2 separate regions of the Zea mays genome follow, and region 1 is linked to region 2. A link is a contact called in public Hi-C data. All regions are on one chromosome and are shown on one strand. The core of a region is the stretch at or near the end of the contact, and the rest is flanking DNA. Distances in the headings are between cores, read along the strand shown. Region 1 holds the start of LOC103646324. Region 2 holds the start of LOC109943987 (polygalacturonase inhibitor).

Region 1 (2,939 bases), core at 258-2,757, 210 kb before region 2:
ACAGTTCCTCCCATAGATGTCACAACATTGGTTACACATTTAGCCACATATGACTCCTTGATGTCCGCTGAATTTCCATAAGACCAGAACAAGAAAATATTTGTGTCAGCAAAGAATCTTTGCATTGCCACTGGATGTCCTACTGTTGTTGGATCCTCCATGTATTCCCCGAAGTAGAAAAAGCCCTTTGGTATGTGCTCAAATCCTTCAATCTTAACAACAGTAGTATAGTAGTCAATTGTCTGTACCTTACTGAATAGCTCTCTTTCAAGATCATTCAGTTCTACCACTTCATTTTCTCCATCTGATAAATAGCATATATATTCAGATGGCTGGAGTACCAGCTTCAATCAAACAAAAGGTGAATTTAAATCATACTTACCAGTCATACTTAAAGAACGATATGTTTTCCCATTTTTGAAAGGAAGAGCCCCTGACAATATAATTTTGTCAAACTCCCTAACTTCTACATCATCATTGTTGTTCTTGATAATTACACTTGCGACACAGTTGTTACGCTTGACTCTGAGAACCTCCGTGCCACAAAGAACTTCAAATGGTAATGACTGACTAAGTTTATCCCACAGACTCATGTAACCATGCTTGAAACGTCGGATCTTGCCAGCCATAGAGGTTCTAGTAAACTCATGTATGAAAGCATAGGGCATGTCTTGAACAAAACCATAGCCAGAAGCAGTGTAACCATATACTACAGATTTTGGCATTGAACTTATTCCATGTTGCATCAAAAAGTCAAGAGTTGGATCTGAGGCCAATCCACTGACTGCATGAATTCCCACTCCTCCAGACCTATTTGCCTCATCCTATAAGAAGTACCAAAGAACATACATGTAAGCAACAGAAAGAAGTGCGAAGTAGACCAAACCATTAGTTATTATTACTGAAAATCGTATTCCTTTTGATCACTTTATAAGTAGTCCAAATTATTCTAGAAAAAACTTGCCTGTAATTTTAGCGTTAGAGAAACCATGGATACATAGTCCTCAGCAACTTCAAGATCTCGAATGTTTCCTGTTTGGCTGTCAATAAGAGCAAGCTTGTGTGTATCCATGTCTTCAAATTCAGAACCTAGTTCCTTTGCCAGATGAGTTATAACAGGGGCACTGTTTGCTGCTATAACTTGTCCTCCCAGATCATATGTCCTTCCTGAATAACAATGTCAATGATAATAAATACACAGATGTCAAAACAATTGAACAAGAGTGCATTAGTCAAGTTCCTCACCCTCGATATCAATGGACTCGCACATCCCTGAAACATTATGACATCTCTCAAACACGGTTACATTGTGATACCCTAGCTTAGCTAGTGCATATGCTGCTGATAAGCCGCTTGGCCCTGCTCCAACTATGCCAATTCTGGTGTCTACTGGAAAACTTGGATGCAACTTGCTGAATTTATCATCTATTGATTTTCCTGGATCCATATTTGATCTATTGCCGATCTGGATAATCACCTGCTGAATTTATATGAAGAAAAAGCTCTGTTAGCACCTTTGGACATTCATTTTTGTGGCATCCACAAGTGAACCAAGGAAATTTGGAGAACCTAACTTGCCATGCTCTTAACTAATTATTTTTTTTCCAAACTACAACTTAAGGATATGTCAGCTACTATCGTAATTAACATATCAAGTAGCCACTAGGAGGTTGTAGTTTTGCTTCCTCATATGAAATGATACTAATTAGAAAATAGAAATGTTAATGATTAGAGCATTAGCCTGTTGGCTAACATGTAATTACTAGATATTTTTTTGCGAAGTGGTTGTGGTGTCACTTTAATATGACATGATGAATAGCAAGATGAGAAACCTATTTGGCCATATACTGCATGCAGACCATGAAGCCAAAGTAACAGGCAGATATATCATATAGGTCAGCAAATTGTACTATAAAAAATAACATCAAGCTCCATAATGTACTAGCTCATATCAATGTGGCGCAATTAGTCTAGGGCTTTTCAAGGTGGCTCGGCATTGTAGAAGAAGACATAAAATGGAATTGAACTCGGCGTACTTATTTGACACGTGTAGCCATACCAAATATGAACCTAACCATGGTGTTGTTCTGACTAAATATTCCACGCTCATCTCTATTCAGACACCTCCATCAAGAAATAGCTTTACTCAGATTCGATTCAACGATATTTTACTAGCCAAACAGACCGCCAGGGAGGAATAACAGGAAAGAACTGAACAAGGTGTCACAAATGCCATGTACTGTTGTACAGCATTTGCATATCACATTACTATGGGATCGAATATTTGCAACGACGAGCCAAGTACAGTCTCGATCCCAGATGATAAAAATATTGTAAAAATTAAATAAACCCAGAATAAGTCTTAAAAATGAGATGAAATACTTACTGGGCAAAATTAAGAATACTCCTAGAAGCCATGTGATAAAAGGCACCTGCGATCGCATCCCCAGGTGCCAGAGCAAAAGCGAGCAAGCATCCAGACAGGCTCACGGAGGAAGCACAATGCTATATTGCTAAAGCAAATATAGCAAAGAGGATGGAGCAGGGTCGTGTGTCTCGTCCAGAGCGGAAGAGCGGGGACTGAGCCGTACCTCTCCTCCGGGCTCCAGGCGGCGGGTGCACCCAGCACCCCGGGTGGCGAGGAAGCGCGGGCGGTTGGCGCCAAATGGCAAGACCCGGTTAGGGAAAGGGAGTCGTCCGGGTCCAAGTTGTCCCTCCGGGTGGTGGCATGGCGGGGTGACCTCAGGGCGGAGTATTTAAGCACGCCCAGATTCTCCCGCGGCGCCAAGGGCGTCGCGACAAGGGGACGCGGGTCGCGCCGTGACCCGGAGGCGATAGCGACCTCGCGGTCGCGGAGTTACGGCCAAGGGGACGGGCGGGCATATTCGTGGTGAAGCCCTCGCCCCCCACGGAAGTTACCGGGCGGTGCAAGGTTGTGG
Region 2 (3,086 bases), core at 399-2,898:
CAGCCGACGAGATTAGGAAAGTGCGGCACGTGGGTTGCTCGGGTCTATTGTGCTCGCCCATTATGTGGAGGACAGTGAGTAAGGCTTGTTTGGGAGTAAGTGGAATAAAGAGAATTGAGAGGGCTATAATGCCTTGCTATTCAATTTTGAATAACAAGGGACTATAGCCCCTCAATTCTCTCCATTTCACTTGCTCCCAAACAAACCCTAAAGGTATGGCATGACCAACGTTTTATGTAGTAGAGATGATCAAGGTTAACAGTCGCACGAGGTGTTGCATGATTTAAATATGCTATAGTTTCGAATAATTTAGTTTAGGATATCTTTTTTAATATACTTATGTTTTTAGGATAAAATAAAAATAACCACGCCACCGCTTTTCCATTATTTGCTTCAGACGTACACCATTACGAAGATTAATTGGGCCAAACCTATTGGATTTGCCCAGACACAGATTTGACTGGTAACTAAAAGATAACAGTGGTACTATTTTTACCGAGGGGACCAACATTACCTATTTATCTTAGCCTCTAATGCATGTTAATCCCACAGCCCAGAGGATCTAAGGGACATCTTCATCTCAGCGGCCGTTCGCGCAGGGTGGCAGCGGTGTCCCACAGAGGCACTTGTTGTGCTCGTACGCCGCCGCCTTGAACTGCACCATATGCCCGCCGGTAGGTATCTTCCCGCAGAGGTCGTTGTAGCTGAGGTCCAGCACCGCCACCCTGGTGTCCCGGAGCGACACCGGCACGCCGCCGTAGATCCGGTTGTGGCTCAGGTTCAGGAAAGACAGCTGCATGGGCATCTCCACGCCGGTGAGGTTGAACCGGAAATTGTTCCCGGACAGGTCGATGGTGCCGGTCACCGTCTTGCGCCGCCCGAAGAGGAACGACGGGTCGCCGGTGAGCTTGTTGTTGGCCACCCTGAACTGCAGCAGGTGCCTCTCGAGCGCGAACGTCCAGGGGATAGGCCCGCTGAGCCGGTTGCCGTCCAGCATCAGGCCCAGCGGCCGGTCGGGCGTGCCGCCGTGCACCAGCAGCGGCGGGATGGGCCCGACGAGGTTGTTGTAGGCGGCGTTGAAGTAGGTGAAGTACGGGAGCTTCCAGAGCGACCCGGGGATGATGCCGTTGAGCTTGCTGCGGAAGAAGCTGGCGGAGGTGAGGTTGGTGCGGGAGAGGCACGCCGGGATGGGGCCCGACACGGAGGTGACCATGAGGTTGAATAGTGAGAGGTGCCGGAGGTTGCAGAAGGAGTCCGGGATGCGCCCGCCCAGGCCCGGCATCTCGATGATGCTGAGCGTCTCCAGCTGGTCGAGCTCGCCGATGGCCGGCGGGAGCGTGGACGTGATGTTGAGTCGCTCGAGGAAGAGCTTGGTGACGCGGCCCTGCTCGTTGCAGGCCGCGGGCCACCACCCCCAGCAGAGCGAGTCGGGCCGCCATCCCGCGAGCGCGTCCGGGTTGCCGAGCTGCTGCCTGATCTTGATAAGAGCCGGGAGGTCCTGAGTGGACAGCTGAGTTTGAGACAGCGACATGGCGATGAGCTGGAAAGATAGCAGCAGCAGGAGGAGGAGAGCAGCTGTGTTGCTTGCCATGGCGTGCAGTCTGAATCTGATAGTTGCGTGAGTGATCATGCGCACTGCCATGCATGAGTGGGATATGTAAGCGATGAGGTCAACTCTAGTAGTGAAGTGGTCTTGAAGTCGGGTTTTGGTCAAGGATTTCTGAGTCATGGTTTGATGAATCCGCAAGGGAAGAGAACGTGGATGGATGCTTTAGATGCACTCGTGCAACAGCGGAACCTATATTCTCGTAGCGATAGGACCAGCTAGCTTGCCTCATGAGGTGCATGTTTGGCGCAGGTCAGTTTAGTTGACAAAGCAACTGTTTTTAAGTCTAGGGGATCAAACTCCGAGACCCTCTAGGTCTCCAAGTCCTCCATGCTAGGGACTAAATTCCATACACTCTAGGTCTCCAGACCTCTAGTTTATATTAATTCTTGTTTGCTACTGTATTGATTATGTTGTCATCAAAAAGGGTAAGATGGTAAGGAAAATAGATCTTGGTCCATTTTTATTAGTGGTTCTGGTGTTTCCCATTCCCTGCTGCCATTCAGTGTTCTGCCAGTGGTAGCTACAACTACACCACATGTGTGTTTATGTCAATATCTGTTATAATAAAAATATCTACTACATCTCTCCCAAAGCTCACCTGCTACCTTTGCTAGTAGATAATTATCAACGAGATTCCTAAATTATATTTTTGGATGGAGGGAGTAGTATTTAAAAAAGAGCCTTGCATGCAATTTCTTTTGTTTGAATAATGTTTTCAACTTAAATTCTTTTTTATATGTGTGACATTTATTCTCCGTAATAATTTTTCCATGGATCTGATCTTTGAGTCATTTTCATAAACCAACACCAAAGATGAATCCATGTTTCTTACTTGGAAACCCCGAATAAACACCACTGGCAGGAGGCGCTCGCGTTGGCGTCGCTCATCGACGACGAGAAGAAGCTTGGCGACTGCCAGTTTGACCTCTGGAAGCAGTACTACGTGGCCGCATGCGTCGCTGTGTTCGGCAAGCTCCGCCGCAGCCGCCGCTTGGACGCGGTCCAGAGCGGCTGCACCGCGCTGTCCATCTTCAAATAGGGGAACCTCATGGTCGTCGCCAACGCCGACGACTCTCGGGTTGTTCTGGGCACCGCATCCGACAACTGCGTCGTCACACCGTCCAGCTCATCATCCATCTGAAGCTCAACCTCCCACGTAAGTCACTACTGACTGACCATGAATTCTTGTGCGCTGGGACGACGACCGTTGCTGACGTTGTGTGAGTATCCTCGAACAAGATTTATGCAGAGGAGTAGCACATCCGGTGGTGCAACGGCTAGGTGTACTACCTCGCTGATGAGCCCGGGATGCACTTCGTTTGGCAGCTCAGCCAAGAGTCATCGGTACTCGTCATGTCGTGCGCGTTCGACGACTACTATATCAAGGACTATGGCGTCATCTTGGCAACAGAGGTGACGCAGAGGAGGACCGACGGCAATGACCACTCGCCATCGTCGGTTGGCCTGCCTTTAATTC

What was found. A called contact is a pair of places that touch in the nucleus more often than the background predicts.
Region 1: a Hi-C map of tassel shows a contact between it and region 2, with 5 times the contacts expected there. The contact joins the promoter of LOC103646324 here to the promoter of LOC109943987 in region 2. A contact is called at or near these places in 13 of 25 Hi-C or Micro-C datasets (bundle sheath, ear, endosperm and 5 more) and 1 of 3 datasets of contacts at active chromatin or transcription factors (leaf).

Annotation. Positions count from the first base shown.
Region 1 is chr2:40,120,800-40,123,738 of Zm-B73-REFERENCE-NAM-5.0, reverse strand. It overlaps LOC103646324, which reads right to left and starts at 1,507. Exons shown (of 7, transcript XM_020548271.2): 1 at 1,246-1,507; 2 at 965-1,167; 3 at 383-824; 4 at 1-304. The coding sequence starts at 1,447.
Region 2 is chr2:39,915,368-39,918,453 of Zm-B73-REFERENCE-NAM-5.0, reverse strand. LOC109943987 (polygalacturonase inhibitor) reads right to left here and starts at 1,648. Exons shown (of 1, transcript XM_020548269.2): 1 at 356-1,648. The coding sequence starts at 1,642. The coding sequence ends at 581.